6 separate regions of the Mus musculus genome follow, and regions 1, 2, 3, 4 and 5 are each linked to region 6. The links are chromatin contacts, called in public Hi-C, HiChIP or PLAC-seq and promoter capture Hi-C maps. All regions are on one chromosome and are shown on one strand. Each heading gives the region's core, a stretch centred on a gene start, on an enhancer-like site or on the middle of the called end of the contact. The rest is flanking DNA. Distances are from core to core; before and after follow the strand shown. Region 1 holds the start of Smn1 (survival motor neuron 1). Region 2 holds the start of Mccc2 (methylcrotonoyl-Coenzyme A carboxylase 2 (beta)). Region 3 holds the start of Nsa2 (NSA2 ribosome biogenesis homolog). Region 4 holds the start of Marveld2 (MARVEL (membrane-associating) domain containing 2). Region 5 holds the start of Bdp1 (B double prime 1, subunit of RNA polymerase III transcription initiation factor IIIB). Region 6 holds the start of Fcho2 (FCH domain only 2).

Evidence for each region. Promoter capture Hi-C pulls out the DNA fragments that hold promoters and counts their contacts. A called contact is a pair of places that touch in the nucleus more often than the background predicts. HiChIP or PLAC-seq counts read pairs in DNA pulled down with a chosen protein or histone mark. Capture Hi-C pulls out chosen DNA fragments and counts their contacts.
Region 1: a contact with region 6 is called in a Hi-C map of B cells, with 6 read pairs. The contact joins the promoter of Smn1 here to the promoter of Fcho2 in region 6. A contact is called at or near these places in 2 of 39 promoter capture datasets (the C10 cell line and neutrophils) and 1 of 484 Hi-C or Micro-C datasets (B cells).
Region 2: a contact with region 6 is called in a promoter capture Hi-C map of liver, with 3 times the contacts expected there. The contact joins the promoter of Mccc2 here to the promoter of Fcho2 in region 6. A contact is called at or near these places in 5 of 39 promoter capture datasets (HPC-7-derived erythroid cells, embryonic stem cells, hippocampal neurons and 2 more), 2 of 115 datasets of contacts at active chromatin or transcription factors (embryonic limb bud and embryonic stem cells) and 2 of 9 other capture datasets (adipose tissue and liver).
Region 3: a promoter capture Hi-C map of hippocampal neurons shows a contact between it and region 6, with 2.4 times the contacts expected there. The contact joins the promoter of Nsa2 here to the promoter of Fcho2 in region 6. A contact is called at or near these places in 2 of 39 promoter capture datasets (hippocampal neurons and pre-B cells) and 1 of 9 other capture datasets (adipose tissue).
Region 4: a contact with region 6 is called in an HNF4G HiChIP or PLAC-seq map of pancreatic cancer cells. The contact joins the promoter of Marveld2 here to the promoter of Fcho2 in region 6. A contact is called at or near these places in 2 of 39 promoter capture datasets (liver and pre-B cells) and 3 of 115 datasets of contacts at active chromatin or transcription factors (astrocytes, microglia and pancreatic cancer cells).
Region 5: a promoter capture Hi-C map of liver shows a contact between it and region 6, with 7 times the contacts expected there. The contact joins the promoter of Bdp1 here to the promoter of Fcho2 in region 6. A contact is called at or near these places in 8 of 39 promoter capture datasets (the C10 cell line, cranial neural crest, hippocampal neurons and 4 more), 1 of 484 Hi-C or Micro-C datasets (B cells), 5 of 115 datasets of contacts at active chromatin or transcription factors (astrocytes, embryonic forebrain, extraembryonic endoderm stem cells and 2 more) and 3 of 9 other capture datasets (adipose tissue, liver and pancreatic islet).

What each region holds. Positions count from the first base shown.
Region 1 is chr13:100,123,085-100,126,499 of GRCm38.p6, reverse strand. It overlaps Smn1 (survival motor neuron 1), which reads right to left and starts at 1,645. Exons shown (of 9, transcript NM_011420.2): 1 at 1,535-1,645. The coding sequence starts at 1,606.
Region 2 is chr13:100,014,382-100,017,844 of GRCm38.p6, reverse strand. It overlaps Mccc2 (methylcrotonoyl-Coenzyme A carboxylase 2 (beta)), which reads left to right and starts at 2,206. Exons shown (of 17, transcript NM_030026.2): 1 at 2,206-2,459. The coding sequence starts at 2,331.
Region 3 is chr13:97,135,759-97,139,243 of GRCm38.p6, reverse strand. It overlaps Nsa2 (NSA2 ribosome biogenesis homolog), which reads left to right and starts at 1,318. Exons shown (of 6, transcript NM_021552.5): 1 at 1,318-1,489. The coding sequence starts at 1,487. Gfm2 (G elongation factor, mitochondrial 2) reads right to left here and starts at 1,307. Exons shown (of 21, transcript NM_177266.5): 1 at 1,185-1,307.
Region 4 is chr13:100,615,271-100,618,749 of GRCm38.p6, reverse strand. It overlaps Marveld2 (MARVEL (membrane-associating) domain containing 2), which reads left to right and starts at 1,779. Exons shown (of 7, transcript NM_001038602.4): 1 at 1,779-1,824. It overlaps Rad17 (RAD17 checkpoint clamp loader component), which reads left to right. Exons shown (of 17, transcript NM_001044371.2): 17 at 818-1,586. The coding sequence ends at 1,106.
Region 5 is chr13:100,102,386-100,106,313 of GRCm38.p6, reverse strand. Bdp1 (B double prime 1, subunit of RNA polymerase III transcription initiation factor IIIB) reads left to right here and starts at 2,244. Exons shown (of 39, transcript NM_001081061.1): 1 at 2,244-2,687. The coding sequence starts at 2,476.
Region 6 is chr13:98,814,145-98,817,595 of GRCm38.p6, reverse strand. It overlaps Fcho2 (FCH domain only 2), which reads left to right and starts at 2,147. Exons shown (of 26, transcript NM_172591.3): 1 at 2,147-2,520. The coding sequence starts at 2,488. It overlaps Gm34995 (a long non-coding RNA gene), which reads right to left and starts at 1,615. Exons shown (of 3, transcript XR_382806.4): 1 at 1,527-1,615. It also overlaps the pseudogene Gm18134.

The DNA of each region.
Region 1 (3,415 bases), core at 396-2,895, 1.3 Mb before region 6:
AAAGTCCCTAGATCAACCCCCAGCAATGCCTACAGCCCAGACACTCAGAGTGTGTGTTACAGGCAGATACATTTCTAGAAAGTCACCACGCACGAACACAGAGATCCTAGCACCTAAGAAAGCCTCAATGTACTCAGTAGAAGCAGAGGACTGCCAAGGCAAAACTGGTCTGGGCTATAGTGGGTTCCCAGACAGCATAGACTACAACATAAAACTCTATCCCAACAAACAAACAAGCACACCAACAAACAAAAACAAAACCATGAACTACAAATTAAAATGGCTCATATCTATAATCTACAATCCCAATATCCCGGAGCTGGAGACAGTAGGGTTGCCAAGAGCTCCAGGCCAGTCTAGCATATTGAATTCCAGGCCAATTTAGGTTATGGAATGTGTCCCTGATTCAAATGGGGGCGGGAGGGGGGGCTGAGACGGGGCAATCTCCTTGAGTTTGATGCCAGCCTGGCTTACATGGAGAGTTCCAAGTCTCCTAAGGCTACCCTGTGAGACCTGTCTCAAAACAACAAAACAGCAACAAGAAAGAAGCTGCAATCAATAAGATTACCCCTGAGATTGTAAACATGACCCATCACCCTGGGCATGAAGAAGTTACCACGATGACAAATTAGCACAGGAACCTTGTGGTTTTAAGGAGAGAACCAGACCGCCAGGGCTCCCCTGAGGACAAAGGGCAAAGCTTTATTCAGAATAGGAATTGCTGGGCTGTCCCCCAAAGAAGGAAATGCAGCACTGCCCAAAGCTGCCCAGAATTCTCTTCTCCCACCCCAAGCCCCAAGCAGAAATCAGTTGCCATACCATAAGACGACCGAGGTCCTAATGTTTTAAACTTCGTTAGATGGAGTATGTTGTTTCCCAGGCTAGACTCAACTTCACATTCCTGCCTCAGGAGCTGGGACTGATCACATGCACAGTCCACCAACTTGGCTCTGATTTGCCCTCGTACTTACCAGTGTTTATCTTACTTCTACAGTCTCCCTGTAATTTAGGCTGGTCCGGAATTCACGCTGTAACCGAGGATCTTGAACTCCCGACCCTCCGGCCCCCATCTCCCAAGTGTTTGTGCATGTAATTATGCGTGCACCACCAACCCTGCCTCGGATCTGCTGTCGTATACATTTGAATGCAATGCAGTCAATAGCAACTTTCAACTACTCCGGGCAACTTTAGTTATCCCTCTCTCTCAAACTTTATCAACTGTTGTTTGCAACACTTGGTCTTTCCGGTTACAAAACTGGATCCAGAAAACCAGCATTTTAGTCTAAAGTCCCTGTGAACATCTTCATCCTGACCTAAATCTGGAGCTTTCCAATGGCTCCTATCTGGTTGCCTTGCTTCAGCCAGCCTGTCCCCGTTCCTGCACATCCCCTCACAGTCACACAGGACCAAAGCGTGGCTCACAGCCTCGCCGGCGCCCGAGCTGCACCAGGAGCCGCCTGCGGATGTGGCCCGAGCTCGCACCGCCTCGGTCTCGGGCAGCGCTCCGAGTGCTAGCGCCGAGCCGCGACCTCACCTGGCCGGTGCCACGCCGGAACAGCACCGTATCTTCCTGCTCGGAGCCCGCTCCGCCACTGCCCATCGCCATGGCCTGCTACCACGGACGCTGCCGGGCTCACTCAATGACGACTTCCGTCATGGGGCTTCTGGGACCGGAAGAGTACGGTGGCCCGGAGGCAGCCAGAGACCTCCTACACGCTTCCAACTCACTCCTCCCACATCTGTCTTTTCTCTTTCTCCCCTCCACCTGTCTTCTAGTTCTTTTTTTTTTTTTTAACCTTTCCCTCTGTTTTCTTCCAATTTATTTTCCTCCCTCCAGCCCTTTTCTTTTCATTTTTCAAGTCAGCCTCGCTATATAGCCTAGGCTGGCCTTTGCTACCTCAGCTTCCCGAGTTTGGGATGAACCTTCACAATAAGGGCATCCTGTGTTTGCTGGTTCTTGATGCACACACCAATTATTAGACGATGGGTTGGTATCGGGCCTTTTGCAGTGTTAGGTGTCTGTTTTGTAATGGGCCCAAGGTTGAGGTAAGGGGAGTCGACCATTTCCTTCATCTGGCATATCTGGTAAATTCCTGAGTCTGATTTTCCTGATAGAATTTCGATATCCCATGTGCCACCATAGTTTTGATTTATCCCAATAAATTTACAGATTGACTCAGGAATAAGCCACCTATCAGCCTGTAGAAAACAAACAAAAAACTAGATAAGTCCTGGCAGATGGTGCTATTTCTGGTGTACCCAGAGGTTTCAGTCACCTCCCTCAAGATGGAGTCAGAAGCTGCTTGTAGGGTGGAGTTTCCAGAGGCAAGCAGGTATGAGTTGGGGCCAGCCTGGTCTACATACGAAGTTCCAGGCCAGTCAGAGGTTTGCAGCGAGCCCCTGTCTCAAACTATGATGGACTCTCCCAGGGCAGGGCACAGCCTGGCAAAACCCACTGTTTTCTACAATTTAGGGGATCTTGGAATAGGGCATAGACAATAGGGCATCCCAAAAGCGCCCAGTGAGATTTGTGGGTTCTTGTGTTCCAGGATTTAACAAAATAAAATTGGACCAGGGGCACACTGATAGTGATGTGGGTGTAGATCGTTTGTTAAGAGAATGTTCCCAGCTGCGGACATGGACAGAGTATCTGGGAAACACATCCTACTGAGCTGGTAAAAGGCAGAGTGCCTTAGCTAAATTAGGGGATATTTACCCAACAGAACACTGAAACAATGTCTCAAAACCACAAAAACCTGCAATTTAAAAAAATGAGGAGGCGGTGACATCTTCGGCTCCAGAAAACCGGCCACCTTCCTGGCCAAAGCAACACAGCTTCTGGGAAAGATCCTGTTTTGGGCCTTCATCTTCAGCCAGGAGGAGGTCCAAACACCAGATAACTGTGCACCTTCCCTAAAAGAGGAGAGCTTGCCTGCAGAGACTGCTCTGACCACTGAAACTCAGAGGAGAGAGCTAGTCTCCCACGTCTGCTAGTAGAGGGTAACAAAATCAACAGAGGAACAATCTCTAAACAAAGACAACTATAACAACTAACTCCAGAGATAGCCAGATGGCGAAAGGTAAACGTAAGAATCCTACTAACAGGAACCAAGACCACTCACCATCATCAGAACCCAGCACTCCCACTTCGCCCAGTCCAGGGCATCCTAACACACCTGAAAAGGTAGACCTGGATTTAAAAGCATTTCACATGATGATGGTAGAGGACATAAAGAAGGAATTTAATAACTCACTTAAAGAAATACAGGAGAACACTGCTAAAGAGTTACAAGTCCTTAAAGAAAAACAGGAAAACACAACCAAACAGGTAGAAGTCCTTATAGAAAAACCGGAAAACACATCCAAACAGGTGATAGAAATGAACAAAACCATACTAGACCTAAAAAGGGAAGTA
Region 2 (3,463 bases), core at 957-3,456, 1.2 Mb before region 6:
AAGGCAGGAGGAGTGAATTGAGGGTAGTGAACCCCTGTCTCCAAAGAAAAAAGAAAGGAGAGAATGAGGGAGGGGGGAGAGAGGAAGGAGAGAGAGAGACATCCATAGTATAGCTGGAAGAATTCTTGATGCTTATGAAGGGGTTCTATGTTTGAAGTTTTGTTTCCTTTCATCCTTTAATGAATTTTTATATATAACAATGCAAGATAGTTTGTTCCTTCCTCCCCTACACACAAGCTTTGTTTTCTATATAAGGAAAGAAATTGAAGCTTTAGTCTCAGGAATAAAAAAAACAATTTTGACTTCTCTCCTCAGCTACGTGTCTCTATGCTCTTAAGCCACCCTCTCACAAGCATGGGTCAGGTGATGTGGGCAGTTTGTAAAAGACCTCAGCTGTAAGGGCCTTTTTCCTGGCCTCTGGGCAACTGCACTCAGGTGCATATGTGTGTACAGTCCCTCGGGCATACACATCATTACAAGTACACTTTAACACCCTAACACTTCAATCCCAAGTATTCAGCCTAGCCTACAAACATGGGCACCATTACACAGACTCAGCAGCCCGCGTCGTGTAGTTATTCCCACCCGTGTATATATTTAAGGAATAAGCCATGAATTTGAGAGGCACCTGGATAGCAGTGGGAACTCTCGGGACCGGTAGGAGGGTCAAAGGTAAACAGTTTTAACTAAGTGAAAAGCAGAGGAAACATTTTGGGCACTTTTGCTTAGTCCACACTGCCTGCACACTCACTGTGTAGCCCGGGCTAAGGTTGAGCTGCTGATCCTCTTAATTGACCTTTTGAGTGCTGGAGTTGCTAGGAAATTATTTTCTTTTAGCCTCGTTGCCAGGAATAAATGTTTCGTTCAGCTCAAATGCTCTGCTTTGGTTTGTTTTCTTTTACATTTCTTGGATGCCATGTGAATCTTTAAGTTATTTTCCACATTACAAGATCTTATTTGGGGTCGGCTTGTAGCAAGATAGAATGCTTATGTCATGGTGAACTCACTTTGATTTGACTTAGGCCTTCGTTTTTCTTAGATTTTAAAAAAGCTGGCCATTTCTGGAGCTAGGGAGGGCTCAGTGGGTAAAAGCACTGGGTTGAGCAGGGGCAGAAGGATCAGAGGTTTCTAGCTGCACACCTCGCTGCAAGTTCAGTGAGAGACTTGGTTTCAAAGGAATAAGGCAGAGTAATGGCTTGATACTGACATTCTCCAGCTTCCATGTGTCCATGTGTGCTTCTGTACACACACCGTACCCACGTCTGTACACACAAAGTGCCACTCCTTCTAAATTAGCACCATTTAATATAGTAGGCATGTTTCACCTACTCTCTCTCTCCTCTGTGTGCATGTGCGCGCGCGCACACACACACACACCTAGAGCCTTTTGCATTCTAGGCAAGCGTTCTACCACTCAGCCCAACACTATTTGTATGATGACATTGTCTTCAAGATTCATGTTAAAACAGTTGGTTTCAGACAATGTCTCATTTTGTTGCCCACCCTAGCCTCTAAATTCTTCACTTAGTAGTCTGTGGACTCTTCACTTAGTAAGCTACAGAAACTTTGACAAGCCTTCTATCAATTGGTTTACCATAGTTTTCTGTGGGTCGGGCTTCTTTCTTGAAGCTGCAGAGTGGTAGAGTCTATGGTCCCCAAGGGAGACAGAGCGACCAAGCCTGGCTCCCATCTTAGTTATGTGTTTCTACCCAATCTGGCTTTTATTCGGGTGCTATTCTCCTACAGCATCTTTCCTCCTAGGGCACAGCCGACCCTCTCCTTAGCCTGTTCATCTTTCTGATGCTCCTGGCGCTTTTACTTTGCTCATGCTGTAGTAACACGTAAGCATTCAATAAAGTGTGCGAGTCAAAACAAAACAAAACAACACTAAGGCACTTCGCAGAGTGTTTTTAATCCTTATTGGTGTGAAGATCCCAGTACTGATGTCTACAATCTGTCACATTCTAAAAATGATCAGGTGTGCTGAAGCTCTGCAGTACATGGGCTAGAGGCGGGTGCATGCTTGTGACAAACGCTTCGGCAGGACAGCAGCCACTTATCTGTTCGCTCTACTCGGCCCAGTGTTCCTGGGCTCGCGATGGAACCTGGACTCGCGCAGCTGCTCTTCTGCGCCTCATTGGCGGAGTAGAGAGGCGTGGCGCGCAGCGCCGACCAATTGGAGGTGGTCTGCGATGGCACGTGTGCGGGGCTGGCCTGGGAGCTGATGGACCAGGGCTGGTGCTGCAAGGACTCTGGAGGAGCAGCCCCCAGGAGCTGCAGAACCGAGCTGCAGGGCCGCTCTCTTTCTCTTTTGGGTGTTTGCCATCGCCATGTGGGGCGCGCTGAGGTCAGCTCTGCGACCGTGCTGTCGGGCTGCTGTACCCCCGCAGCGTGCCTATCACGGGGACTCAGTGGCCCGACTGGGCACCCAGCCTGACTCGGCCTCCTCCACCTACCAGGTAGGTTGAGCGAGCGTCCTGGAGGCCTGTTCGCCTTCCTGCCCCGGAGTCATCGGAGGCCAGAGGGTGGGCATGCTTGGATCTCTGCTGTTCTTTCCTTTGCAGCTTCAGGCGTCATTCTGGGACTCAGTAGGGTCCTGTGAAGTTTGCAGAAGGAAGTCGTTCCAGTGAGATTTTAGTTCACTTTTAGGACTGGTACTGGCATTTTGTGTCACTCAAATCAGTGGTTCTCAAAACCCCACAAAGCATTGTCGCTTGGACAACTTACAAATGCCCGAGACCGGTTTGGCAACTTTGTAATCACGAAGTTGTGGTCCTCGTGTTTGCATGGCTGGGTATATTCTTTAGCGGTCTTGTGGCAGCCACCTTTAGGAACTACCATAGCACGATAGTTTACACTCTTCCGCTTAATAGTTATATTAACAATACACAGCTCACAATGTCTTTACATAGCTTTTCTTGGGACTGAGTGGCTTCCCCTGGCCAAAGAAGCAACTCATAATTTGTGAAGTATCAAAGCTGGAACATTTAAATCTGTTTCATGGCCTCTACAGATAACGTCTGAATTATTCATAGAACCAGCAGTTATTTGCCAGGGAAGAAGTTAACTTAGTTAAGCACTAAGTTGTTTGTGCGGTATTTTAAGTATTTGGCCTGGATGTGTAGGAATGAAAGTCATTTGGGGCTGGGAAACGTTAACTAGAAATCAGATAGCTGTGCGGCTGTGTGGTAAGAGGTGTCCTAGCCCTGAAGGGCTGAAGGCACCTAGAGCACACAGAGCAGAAGCAGGTGGATCTTTGTGAGGTTCGGTCCACCTTGATCAACAAAGCCAGTTCCTGGACAGCCAAAGTTACAAAATAACTTCTCAAAAAAACTACCACCACCACTACAACAAAATACAACTACTATATACTAATTGTACAAAGTAATAAATACACTTCACTATATGTACATACATGACTCTCTTATCTCCTCTCCACTCTTTTGCTGTCTCCTTTTCTCTT
Region 3 (3,485 bases), core at 69-2,568, 1.7 Mb after region 6:
TAATCAGCGCTAGCTCTGATTTAAACAAACAAACAAACAAAAACATTATACTATGGGGACTTAAATGATAGTTTGAAGCCCAGCGGTTGTGGTGCACATCTTTAATTTCAGCACTCTGGAGGCAGAGGCAGGCGGACCTTTGTTGAGTTTGAGGCCAGTCTTGTTTGCGAAGCAAGTTCCAGGACAGCCAGCTCTACACAGGGAAACACTATCTCGAAAACATCAAAAAAGGAAGGGATGTTTAAAAAAAAAAAAAAAAGCAACAGCTTGACTCCAAGTGCTAGGGCTTCTTGAGATGTACTTTTCAATTTTGGTAGTTCCAAATTGGAGCTAGTGAACTTCTGTGACTACAGTACAAGGATAAAACTGGGGACTGACGAGATGGCTCAGAGGTTAAGTTTGGCTGCCCTTCTAGAGGACCAGGTTCAATTCCCAGCAACCACTAGCCCCCCCAACCATCTTTTATGATTCAACACCCTGTTCTGGCCTCGGAGGGCACCAGGTACGCACTACACATTTAAAAAAAAAAATAATAAGGGCTGGTGAGATGGCTCAGTGGGTAAGAGCACCCGACTGCTCTTCCGAAGGTCAGGAGTTCAAATCCCAGCAACCACATGGTGGCTCACAACCATCCGATCACGATATCTGACTCCCTCTTCTGGAGTGTCTGAAGACAGCTACAGTGTACTTACATATAATAAATAAATAAATCTTAAAAAAAAAATAATAATAATAAGGTGGAAAAACCACACAGATTTCTAAAAGGTAAAAACTGCCCTTAATTACACAGGATTTCTCAAGAGCTTAGGGGGAAAGTCCTGGGCGTCCACAAAAACCAAGTACCTTTTGCTTTCCTGGCCTGGCCAGTAGTTTTATTTTCCATATAACATATCTCAACCAATTGTGCATCCGCTAGCAACAGGAGAGACAGAAACAGACTAACAAATCAGTCGCCCTCCATAATGGATGAAGCAACACGTCCGTGACCCGGCAGACGGGGCCCGGAGGCCGGGGAGTGCTCGTCTGGAACCCGCTGTCAGTAGCAGCTACGAGGTCAGCAGTGGCAGACCAGCAAGACCGCGGCACGCACAGGGCGCCTGGCTGGTTCTGCTAGTGTCCGCCGGGGAGTAAGAGAGGAACCGGCAACACGGTACCACATCCCACCACCTCAGACACCCTCATACCCGCAGAAGGAACCCGCGGATCTCCCAGCTTACAAAAGCTCCATAAGCACCTTCCGCCCTCTAAGCAGTTCCGGTGGCGTCTCAGCTAAAATTCTCCTGCTGTCAATTTCCGCCCATCTGCCTAGGAACGGAAAGACGTCACGGAACTGCTGTGCGGCGCTTGCGCTCCACTCGGCCTTCTTAAAGGACTACCCTTTCCCGTCCTGGGCTGAACGAGGCAGGCTCGTGGACCAGTGACATCCAGAAATTAAGAGTTTTTTGAGACCCGGGAGGTCGCGGACCGGTGCTCCGCGGCTGTCATCATGGTAAGGAGGCCTCCTCGGACGCGGGCGACGAAGGGCCTGGGGTTAGCGTGGTTGGGCTGTCGGGGAGAGAGGACCGTGGTAGGCGGAACTGAGATGCCTTGGCGTGAGATGCAGCTTCTGGACCCGGAACACAAATCTTGGGATGAGACAAGAGTTCACTATAAAAGTCCTGATCTTGCTACCGTGGCGTCAGTGCCAACCTAATGGAATGCAGTTGAGACTTGTGATAATAACTTTATAGTCGCATCACACCGTTTTAATGCTCAGTATACTATATTCTTTGCAAAAAGCCAAACAGCGAATGAGTTGCGGAACAAAACATTCTCTTTATATATGAATTACCAGACCTGCCATTCTCATTATACTGGATGTTTCTCTTCAAAGTGGAATGCCATAAACCTTCTTTGTAGTTGCTGCAAAGTTTATGTGATAGCAGTTGAAAACAACACCCATAAGGGTTTTGTTACCTAGTTTTAATCTCTGAGCTGGGTTTTGTGCCTGTTTGTTTATTAGGTTGGTTGGTTTTGAGGGTTCAAATCTAACTAGATGCTGACTACAGTTTCATTGTTAACAATGAAACAATTTAAAACACAAATGGGATCCCATATAGTACTGACAACATGCAAAATAATACACCAACTTTGGAAGATAACACAGCAGTAGACAGTTTCCAAGCAAAGGTCTGAATTCATCTATATTTATTACAACTTTATTCCTAATCACCAATGGAAAAAAATGAACAGTCCAGATATACATCATATGGTAAATGGATAAAGAAATGAGTTTATATCCACACACTGGGATATGGCCAAGTGCTATAAAGTACTTAAGAGCTGGTAGACATAAATGGATATATTCTAGTTAAAAAAAGCCAGATGCAAAAGGATGTGTGTCCTGTAGATTCTACTCACTGGGCAGAGTAAACCATACAAATATAAGGTTGAAGATGGGAAAAGAAGACCTTAGAGTAGCACAAAGGAACATTCTGGGGTGGAAAAATCAATATGCCATCTTGAATATAATGGATACAGAAATTTATGATTGGGCAGGAATTACAACTACACACCCACAACTAAAATTGGCAAATCTTGTTTTATGTAAATTGTGTTTTAGAAAAATAACATTCTTTTTTTTTTTTTTTTTTTTTGGTTTTTCGAGACAGGGTTTCTCTTTTAGCTCTGGCTGTCCTGGAACTCACTCTGTAGACCAGGCTGGCCTCGAACTCAGAAATCCGCCTGCCTCTGCCTCCCGAGTGCTGGGATTAAAGGCGTGCGCCACCACGTCCGATTGAAAAATAACATTCTTTTTGGTTTTTCGAGACAGGGTTTCTCTGTGTAGCCCTGGCTGTCCTGGAACTCACTCTGTAGACCAGGCTGGCCTCCAACTCAGAAATCCGCCTGCCTCTGCCTCCCAAGTGCTGGGATTAAAGGTGTGTGCCACCACTGCCCGGCAAAATAACATTTTCTAATTTAAAAAGACCTGAAAGTAATTTACCTTATTATCTAAAGTAAAAAAAAAAGCATTAAATCCTGTAGTAATCTTATGTTTTTAGTAGATTTTGAATAAATACCTTCATTAAATAGTAGCTTTCCCTGAGAGTCATGCAGGTGTAAGCACATGAATACTGTCCAAGATAAAAATATATTTCACTTCATCATATTAAAGTCTTCGAATAGGGCTGGAAAGATGGCTCAGCGGTAAGAGCACTGACTGCTCCTCTGAAGGTCCTGAGTTCAAATGTCAGCAACCGCATGGTGGCTCACGACCACCTGTAATGAGATCTGATGCCTTCTTCTGATGCTTATGTATAATAATGAATAAATCTTTGGGCCAGAGCGAGCAGGGACTGAGCGAGTGGGGCTGACCCAGAGCAAGTAGAGGTCCTAAAAATTCAATTCCCAACAACCACCTGAAGGCTCACGACCATCTGTACTGCTACAGTGTATTCACATACATAAAACAAATAAATAAATCCTTTAAAAAAATCTTAAAATAA
Region 4 (3,479 bases), core at 530-3,029, 1.8 Mb before region 6:
GCTGTCTAACTATAGACATAAAAAACAAAACAAAACCCTAAAGTACCCTTTTCTAGTTTAGAAGTAACAATAAAAAATAAAAATAATACAAAAAAGAATAGATTTGTTTTGAGACAAGGTCTCACTATGTAGTGGAGTCTAGACTCAAACTTCTCTTATCATAGCCTCCCAAGTGTATTATATTATAGGCCATACCACACAGCTGGACGAAGTTCATTGGTTTAGTTCCTTTTTGGAGACAGAGACCCTTTATGCAGTTTTGGCTGCTTAAACTCAGAGGTCCAGTGCCTGCCTTTGCCTCCTGAGTGTGGGATTAAAGGTGTGAGCACCATGCCCAGCTTTAGTTTCTATTTTAAAATTTCATATTTAGTTGGACAGTCAAGTCGACCCATTTGTGTTTCCTGAGATTTCTGTCTTATGCTCATTTTTTTTTCCTGATTTAAAAAATCTTTTTACTGGCTTAGGTGTAGATGAGTTGGAAAGTGTTTGTTTAGCATGCCCAAGGCTCTGGGTTCTATCCTCAGGACTACTAATATTATTTTTTTATTAGGTATTTTCTTCATTTACATTTCCAATGCTATCCCAAAAGCCCCCCCCATACCCTCTCCCCTTATGCTCATTTTTAATGTATACATATAAATATTAGTCTATAGGAACTCTGCTGAAGACAGTAACACTTTTGATAGCAGAAAGGACTTATTCACAGTTGGTCATTTGCCTTGTATTTTTTGTGTGTGAGTGGAAAGACCACTTAGTTCATAATTTCAAGGAGTTTTCTGTTTGGTTCCCACTGATGTCTTCGCTGTGACTCTGACAGGTTGAAAATGGAAGCCCTGACTGACCGAGAGCTGGGGCTGATAGACCCTGACAGTGGGGATGAGTCCCCGCACAGCGGAGGGCAGCCGGCTCAGGAAGCTCCCGGTGAACCCGCGCAGGCTGCTCAGAATGCCGACCCAGAGACCTGGTCCCTTCCGCTGAGTCAGAACAGCGGGAGCGATCTGCCTGCCAGCCAGCCTCAGCCCTTTTCCTCCAAAGTGGACATGGAAGAAGAGGAGGAGGAAGAGGAAGACATAATAATAGAGGACTATGACAGCGAGGAGACATAGAGAACAGCCTGCCAATCAGGTTGCTCCTTGAGAGATAAATTTTAGTCTATTCAGTGGTACTTGAACACGTCTCTGAAGGACAAGCAATTTGTTAATTGCTCAGTTCCTTATCGTATTCGTCACAGCAACTGACGACTGTCATCTTGAAGTAAAGCAGGTCTCAAGTACTCAGTGCTTAGTATTTATTTAGTCTTGTGAATGGTTTGAGGAGAAGTCACGGTGTGAAGTGTATGAATGTTGTACTAAATATCAAAATGTGAAGGAGTAATCCAGAATATACGGACTTTATGGGGTGTTGGAAATTTGATTTATAAAACAGTTTAGGATGCAATTATGAGTATAAATAAACCTTGTGCCTTACTTACAGTTTGCATCTAGCTTTTCGGATACCATTTTTGGTATGTTGTACAGTGGAATATTTTAGATACTTCTGGAAAGTATTTACATAATTTATATCAAAATTAAAAACGTTGGATTTCATCTTGTTCTTCTTATCCTTTAACATTACCTACCGCGCACTGTCTGCCTTGGGTCCAGGCAAGGCAAGTAGAGCAAATGTTCTAAAATGGGAAGGAGCTGGTAGCACCTATGCTATGCCTGCTTCCTGGCCTCAGCTAGGTGGCCAGGCGGGCGGGGCACTGCGGCTCGGCCACGCCCCGGGAGCTCGGTCCCAGTTTCGGTGCCCGCGGCAGAGCGTGCTGTTCCGGCGGCCGCGCAGGTGAGTGGGGCCGCGATGCGGCGACGGGACGCCGAGCCCGCGGGGTGGGCCTTTCGCCCTGGGCACACATCCCCGGAGCCGCCTCCCTCCCGCGGCCAGGCTGAAGCGGGAGCACGCGGGCGCGCCGGGCTCCGGGGGCGGCGTGGGCGGGTTTCGCTGCAGCGACAGGTGCGGCCGGCTGGACCGCCGCCGTCCTTCCGGGCGCCTGGTGGCGCCGCCCTCGCCACTTTCCCGGCTGGCCTGACCGAGACAACGGCCACCTTGGGGCGGAAGCCAGAGTGGATTTTCCAGAGAAGAAAGCGAAGGCGGGACACGCACCGGGTGGGTATAGTCGCGGTGCCGGGAGGCTAGATGGGGGACCCTGGCGGGATTGCTGGGTATCTGTCGGTCCGCTCGCGGCTGCAGCTCCGCTGCTCCCCCACCCCAAACCCCCAAGTATCTGTGGCGGTAGTCCACTTTCTGGAGGCAGCAAAACTTTAGAGGCAACTGAAGGGGCGATTGTGCGTGTGTGAAGGTGACCAGGCTCGATCCCCGTGACGCTCAGTGAACCATTTTTCTGGCCACAGCTGTGGCATTCCTAACTCCCTGGCTCCAAGCAAACAAAAGACCTGCGACCGAGCTAGGTGGAGCCCAGGGGGCTCAAGGACAACCTGTAAGGTTTTATCTGTATATTTAAGATGTGGTCAAATACCGCTGAAGATTCCTTGCTAGGTAGCACAGTTTGCTCTTCTACTAGTCTACACATTTTTGTGTTTTATTTAAATGATAAAGTGATGTAACTCAAACGAGCGGTTTTCCACAGGTGAAGATGAGTTGAATCCGTTACAGTGAGTCATACTTTTAGGAGTTAAATTAACCAGCGGGATGCCGCCGTGCAAACTATATACACCCTAAAGACCTCAAATCTCCTTCCGTTTATTTGTTGTGTTTTTGCTTCTACATTCTTAGGCATGTGTTAGATGTAAACGTTGTCTTTTTTAAAGAGCAAAGAGATAAAGACAAAAGGGCAAAGATAATTGCTGTTGTGCCGGCAGGTTTTATGTCAACTTGACACAAGTTACAGTCCTCTTAGAAGACCGAACCTCAGTTGAGAAAATTGCCCCCACTGAGTTGACCTGTGTGCGGGCAAACCTGTGGTCCATTTACTTGATTGGTGATTTACATCCGAGGGCCCAGGTCTCTATGAATGGTGCTGCCGCTGGTCCTGGATAATAAGAAAACAAACTTAGCAAGCCAAGAGGAGAAACCAGTAAGCAGCACTCCTCCATGGCCTCTGCATTAGCCCCTGCCTCCCGGTTCCTGCCCTGAGTTCTCTCAGTATCGCAGTGTGGCTTGAGTATTGTAAGTGAAAGTAAACCATTTCTCCCTAAGTTATGTGTTAATGGTGTTTTATCACAGCAGTAAAACCCTAAGACAGTTGTCATCTGGAAAGCTTCTGGTTTGCCTTGCACACCTTTCTGGGTGATCGTAGTTAATCCTCCAGACTTGGGGTGTCTAATTAGAGGACCCTGAAATTTCTTCCTGGACTCTTTCCTCTGTGTTCCATCTATTACAATGGTCCAACCTGTAGGGCATGACCCTCTCACAGGGATCCCCTGAGACCATTGGAAAACAGATATTTACATTATAGTTCGTAATGGTAGCAAAATTACAGT
Region 5 (3,928 bases), core at 995-3,494, 1.3 Mb before region 6:
TTACTGGTGACACTAACAACTTACTTCACAAACTTGTGTAACACCTGTCTTGTGATGTATTTAAGTAAAAGTAAAAGTTACTTTGTTGCAAGAGCTGGAGAGATGACTCAGCAGTAAGGAGCAATTGTTATTCAGCACCTACAGAGTGGCTCACAACCATCTATAACATCAGTACAGGGGAATCTGATGCTGTCTTCTCATCGTCCTAAGGCCCCCACTGCCAGGCACGTGCATGGTGCACATGCATGCATGTAAACTTACTCATACATATAAAAATAAATACATCTATAAAACACAATAAAATGTTCATAAAATAAATTTTTTGCTTTATGCCTTTACGAGTAGGGAATTAAATCTTAATCATTTTGATTTCCTTATCTACAAAGTTGTGACATCTTGGATTTTTAGGTAGAACACAGGATTATGAAAAGGCCTTGCATAAGAGCTTGCTGTAGAAAGCTGTATGTCCCAGCAGTGACTACAAGATTCTTTGAGGTATCTTTAGCATGGTATTATTTCTCAAATACTTATTTATTAATGAAGTCTTGATCTGTAACTTTAGCTGGCTTGGAACTAGCTATTTAGAACAGGCTGTTTTCAAACTCATGTAGTTCCCCTGTCTCAGCCTTGGCCTCTGGAGTGATGAAATTACAAGCATGTGCTATTATTACTCCTGGCATTTTGAGATGTCGTGAGCATCTACATCTATTTGATGCTCAGTACTAAACTGCACTCCCACCTTCTTCAGGTTTCCTGTGTTTGTTCTCTCTCTCTCTCTCTCTCTCTCTCTCTCTCTCTCTCTCTCTCTCTCTTCTGAAAAGGTTTCATGTAGCAGAGGCTGGTTTGCAATCTGATACCTATTTTCCTTGTCAAGTTGCCCTACTGCCAGTACCGCAGGACTCTTCCATCACCCTTGAAATCTCATCATATTTAATATATTCTTGTTGATCTTGTTCATTTATTTTGTATTTTCTCCTCTGTAACATACAATGTCTTATTTATTGCTCCGTTGATATCTCTGGAAGCAATAAATTTTGCAACATTCGTGTGCAAAATGTGGAGTATAATCATTTTTGACAGTTTTTATTTTAAAGTGTACAAAAGCCCATATAGTGGATGTCCTGTGAAGTGTTTCATGGCTTCTCTTTGCGATTTCCTCACACAGAATTTCAACCTTTTTTTTTACTCAATTAAAAATTTCTTGGCGGAGGTTGGGGGTTGGACAGATGGCTCAGTAGATCCATTTCCTGCTCTTCCAGTAGGTCCTAGTTTTGGTTCCCAGCACCAGCATCAGGAGTCTGATAACTACCTGTAACTTTTCAGTCTCCCGCAAACTCGCTCTCTCCATACTCATAGTTAAAACTTTTTTTTTTCCTAGCAGGGTATGGTAGCCTATACATACCTGTAATCTCAACATTGAGCCCGTGCAGGCAGGAGGATCAAGAGTTGAAGGGCAGCCTTAGCTATAAGAGGCCCTGTCTCAAAAACCCTAAAACAAACAGGTTCTATGCTCTGGGGATGCACTGGTGCTAAGGCACTACTCTCATACTATTTTATCTTATTGTAATTTTGAGGTAAGTCTTGTCAGATAGTCCAGGGCTCGGAACTTGTGACCTCTTTATTTCGGTTTCTCCAGTGCTGGGATTGCAGGCACGCACCACCATGCTCTGCATTCTTGCACACTTTGACTCTTCTCGAAAACTCCTTAATAGTTCATAAAAGATTCAGTTAAGTAGGTTGGGGATGGACGTTCCATGGCAGTGTGCATGCCGAGAATGCAGGGTTTGTGAGGGATCCTGGGTTCAAACCCTAGCACCACTGGCGAGAAATTAAAAGTTTGAGCCGGGCAGGCAGGGGTGGCGCACGCTTTTAATCCCAGCACTTGGGAGGCAGAGGTAGGCAGATTTCTGAGTTCGAGGCCAGCCTGGTCGACAGAGTGAGTTCCAGGACAGCCAGGGCTACACAGAGAAACCCTGTCTCGAAACGGCCCCCCCCCCAAAAAAAAAAAAAAAAAAGTTTGACCTGGAGGATTCAGCTGCTTCCGCTCTCTCTTTTCAACAACTCCCAAGGTCTTACAAAGGAAAGAATATCTGTCTTCGAATCAAAAAAAAAAAAAAAAAAAAAAATCTCTGGTTTACAGGTAACCGAAGCTACAGAGCGTTGCAGTTGCTATGGCTCCCGGCGCCCGGAGTCTGACGTCATCGTCGGCGCCGAATGATTACGCATTGCTTCCGGCGCCTTTCGCGAGCCGGGACGCGGGGAGGAGAAACTTAGCTTTTAGTGTGGCAGGGTCATGAAGAGGAGGCGGTGGCGGGAGAGCGGAGGAGGCGGAGGGGGCGCAAAACTGCGGTAGCCAGCGCTGGACTGGTGGTTGTGGACGTGTGGGAGGGTGAGAGTGTCAGCCTGCGGGCAGCGGCCGGGGCTCTGGGCTGAGCGCGGCCGCGGAGCCGCCGCTCTCGGCCCCCTGGCTCCGCCATGTTCCGCAGGGCACGCCTTAGCGTGAAGCCAAATGTCAGGCCTGGTGTAGGGACCAGGGGCTCCGCCGCTCCCAATCCCCAGCGTGGACCAGAGGCTCCCAGGCCTCCGGAGCCTGCCACCGAGTCAGCTCCGAAGCCAGCGGAGCCCACAGATGTGCCTGCAGTGGATTCCGGGGGAGCAGAACCCCAGGAACAGGCTCCCGGGAGCAGGTAAGGTCTTCTATCAAGCTGAGCTGTTGGATTTTTACCACGGAGCACCTCTCCTGCAACAAGCTTTTGATTTGAGCTGGATGAAACCACTTCTAGTTGTAGTTTTATTCCGTGATCTGAGGGTGCGACTACTATGACTCTGTCACGATCTTAAGATTCCCGAGGAGACAGTGTCTTGCCTTATCTTACAGAGATGGGAATCCAGGCTTAAGGATTTTGAAGTCAAGAATGTAGACGCACCATCACTTGGAAATTTAATTAATTGTCCTGGAGTACTTTACACTGAAAGCACTTTGGGATTTTCATTTTGTGGATATTTATTTTTGAAAGGAGAGCACCAGTGCTGATTTTTTTTCCTCCCTCCACGCGGTGATGCGGTTGAACCCAAGGCCTCATGGAGTGTTAGGTAAACGCCCTGCCCCTGAGTCAAAGGGAAGAGGCTTAGGTTACTTATTTTGGTTCGAGTGCATACTTCTTTATTGTAACTACGTTTCCTGAATCAAGACGCCTGGCTTTAGTGACAAATACCACATTTGAATTTAGGACGCTCCTACTTAGCTTAGCAAGTTTAAGTAGGTTGTTCTCAGAGAAAATTTGTTCCTGGTGTCAAGTTAGTACCTCCTTTAGGACAATATTGTGAGATCAGATAGGATTACATAAACTGCCTTACATGCCACATGGTAGAATAGTTCCCCCAAATTTACTAAAAAAAAAAATTTGATTACTTTCAAAAAAAGGTGATGAGACCGAGTATGGTGTCACAACTTTAGTCCTAGCAATAGGGAGGCAGAGGCCACCCTGCTTTAGGACAGTCAGCCCCATAGTGAGAACCCGTCTCAAAAAACAAAACAGTGGAGAAAGGTGATGGTACAAATTAAATATGTGACGGGTTAATATGGTGACTGTAGTGTTTTATAATATACAGAGGAAAAAGCCAGTAAGTAATCACATTAAGTGACAGGGAGATGGTACAATTTATGTTTGCATAGTAACAGCATTTCTTCTGTTAATCAGAGTTTGTGCTGTGTGTTATTTTGGCATTCCAATTATGCACCATGATTTCAACATTTTTTTTTTTAAACTTGGATCTGTTTGAAAATTTTCTGCTTAGAATAGAAATACCAGTATTGGTCACTGCTCCAAATTTGGAAAATTTTGTTAACTATATAGGAAGGCATAATGATTGATATTTTATAAATTCCCATAGGCCATAGTCCTGAGACATGCTTGAGAATATTTTA
Region 6 (3,451 bases), core at 898-3,397:
ACCAGAAGAGGGCATCAGATCTCATTACAGATGGTTGTGAGCCACCATGTAATTGCTGGGAATTGAATTCATGACCTCTAGAAGAACAGTCAGTGCTCTTAACCACTGAGCCATCTCTCCAGCCCGTAGCTTTTCTTTTTAGAGGAAGTGTGTGTGAGTGTGTGTGTGTGTGTGTGTGTGTGTGTGTGTGTGTAAGAGAGAGAGAGACAGACAGACAGAGAGATAGACACACACAGAGATATGGTCATTTAACGCCTAGAATTTCAGGATCCTTTCTTTCTTTTTTTTTGTTTGTTTTGTTTTGTTTTGTTTTGTTTTCAGGTTTATTACAACAGCTCCAATTGGTGTTTGAAATTCATCGCAACTGTAGGCTGAGTGACCTGAAGGTTAGAGAGACTGCCAAGTCCAGAAGCTTCGGCATCTCCTTGGTGTCAGGATCCACCTCAGTGATCTCTTGATCTAGGGCTGAGACCTCAGGAACATAATTCTCCTCTCTCTCTCTCTCTCTCCCTCTCCCTCTCCCTCTCCCTCTCCCTCTCCCTCTCCCTCTCCCTCTCCCTCTCCCTCTCCCTCTCCCTCTCCCTCTCTCTCTCTCTCTCTCTCTCTCTCTCTCTCTCTCGCTCTGCAGCTTGATAGAGATGCCTCTCATAGGACCTCTCTGAATCTACTTCATCAGATGGGTCACATAGCCAGCTATCTTGTTCCGAAGTTTCTAGCTGGGGATAATGGAGGTCTCCTCCCACAGGCGCTTGTTACTGTGGAAGCCATTACCCAGGTGTGTGTAGTACTTCTCGATGATGACCTGGGCCGCCTTCTTCACAGTCTTGGTGTGAACTCGGCCCATGTTGGCGGGTCTCAGTAAAAAAAGGAAACTCGGGGATCCTCTCTCGCACTAAGCCTGGTGATATTAGGAATCCAGTACCAGCCGCTTTTGCAGGGTGAGCTTTCTTACTCCTTTTGTTAGAATTTTCTTCTATCTTAAGCACCAAGGATAGCATAACTGGGCTGATGGTTTACAAAACAAAAGCAAATATTTATTTTAAATGGAAGAGTTAACATATACAAGAAAAACAAAAACAAACAAACAAAGGAGAGATTGCTCAGTGGTTATGAGTATTAATGCTCTTGGAGAGGACCCTGATTCAATTCCAAAGTCCACATGGTGATTCACAACTTTCTGTATCTTCAGTTTCAGAGGATCCCACACGCTCTTCTGGTCTTATTGGGCACTAGGCACACACATGGAATTCATACCTAACATGCAGGCAAATCACTCATACACATAGACCTTTTAAAATAGTATATGGAAATAGCATCTTTCCATCATTCAACTACTTGTATGGCCAATCTTGTTCCTCCTATACCCTAGTCTTCTGCCCTGCTTCCACCAAATACTCCTGAGCAGATGCTAGATGTCTTAGCTTTACGTGAATATTTCTGAAAGATATTCTTATAAAGGCACAACCTTTGTCTGGTTATCTTTTGCTATCGACTATATAAAAGATACATGAAAAGTGTTTACATACATCGTTTGGGGAGGCAAATAATTTCCTTTGAAGAAAGTGCTACATTGTCCATGTTTGAAAACGATCTTAGGACGTGCGGTGTTCATACTGTAGTTAAAACTACACTAAATCATCTCTGGAGCTTGACTTCCAACTTGCAGATCTTTGACTTAGCTTAATGAACTTGGGACCTCTAAAGTTTTTTAAACTTTTGGAAAGAAAGGCATGGCGAGGGATTTCTTTTCCCCATCAGGCCGAAGCATGTTAAAACTTGTGTCCTTTCCTCCTGGGTGTACAAACTGGTAAGATTACCACCATGGGCTTTGTGAACAGGCCTGGAAGAGTCGCGTTTCGGGTCACGCCTGCTCTCGGCAGGCGGTCCAGGCCGGCTGGCTCCCTTGTGACCGACTGCACTGCCTGAGTCTTGCAGGCGACACTGGGCGTTCCCTCCCTTTCCGGCCTTGGACAGTTTTGTTTTGGATCTTACTTCCCAGTCAAGGAGAGGCTCCCTGTTGACCAAAGGTTTCCCAGTCTCCTTGGGGTGGCCGGCTGCCAAGTTTCCTTAGTCCCAGTCTGCCAGGACCTGGGACTGCTGGAGATCCTAGAAGGCCAGGACGCTGGACGCGAGGGGGCGTGGCCCTATTAGCTCCGCCCCCCGGGCCTGCGGGTAGCTCGACTCCCGCCAGCCCCGGAGGCTCGCGCAGACTAAGCTCTGTACCATTCCTTGCGAACGCTCGGACCCGGACAGGCTGCGCGCACGCGCACTCGGGAGCGACAGTCAGGCTCTCGCCCCGTGGTGGCGGCGGCCGCGCCTGCCGCTAGGTGGCGCATGCGCCCTAGAGGGCGCGGGCGGTCTCTGGGAAGAAGGCGGCGGCGGCGAGAGGCGGGGGCGCCGTAGGGGCCGGTCCGTGTTTACACAGCGGCGGGCGGGTGCGGACGCGGAACCCGGCGCGGCGGCGGCGGCGGCGGCGGCGGCGGCAAGATGGTCATGGCGCATTTCGTGGAGAATTTCTGGGTGAGCGGAGGGTGTTGGGGACGCCGCGGGCTTCGGTTTCTCCCCGCGGCCTGCGTGCGCGGCGGGCGGCGGCTCCTCGGGCGGCCGAGCGAGAGTCCACGGCCCCGGGGTTGCCCGGCCGAGCTCCCGCGGGCCACGGCTCTCCGGCCACCCGCCTCCTCCGGGTTGGCCACTGCGCGCGGCGCCCGGGCTGGCAGCGCGGCCCGGGAGTCTCGGCGGGGACTCCAGAGGGCCGGCGGCGCCGGGCGGGGACAAAGCGCCGACGGGGCGTGCGTGCGCGGCGTCCGGCGCGGGGAGCCGGGCACCCGGCTGGTCGGCTTCCCGCGGCGCAGGCCCGGGACCCCACGCAGAGTCCGTGCAGGGCCGAGCGGGCTCGGCACTTCCTCTTGGCCGCGCGGCTGGGCTGGTGGGGGCTGCGCCCAGGACTTTGCCTTCAGGCCTGCTCACAAAGCCCGTGGAAGTTGGGTTTCGTGGACCTTCCTCGGGCTCCCCACACCCCTCTAGTCTCCTCGCCGTGTGATTTCGTGCAGTTGCTGTTAGCCGATCGTGGCAAGTACGCTTCTGCCATGAACAGGAAAGTTACGTGTTTACTCAGGTATCTTGGCCGAACTTGGGTTTTCGTGGCCCGACAGTTGCAAATACGGCACCACTTTCATTTAGGTAAGGTGTTGAAAGGAGTCAGCTTTCAGTCATGCCAGCTACTGCTAGCTGAGATTCTTAATTCAGTCTCAAGCACGGGCTTGAATACAATCAGTTCATGGTTATTTGTTTTGAATGTTAATTCGCTTTTCGCAATCATCTGTACTCGGTGGTGTTTTTAAAGAGCGGTTTTATGCATGCACTTAAAGTGTATACTGTGAAGAGTTCCTCATTGTTTTTTTGCAAACATCACCACAGTCAATTTTAGAACAATTTCATAACCTCAGAAAAA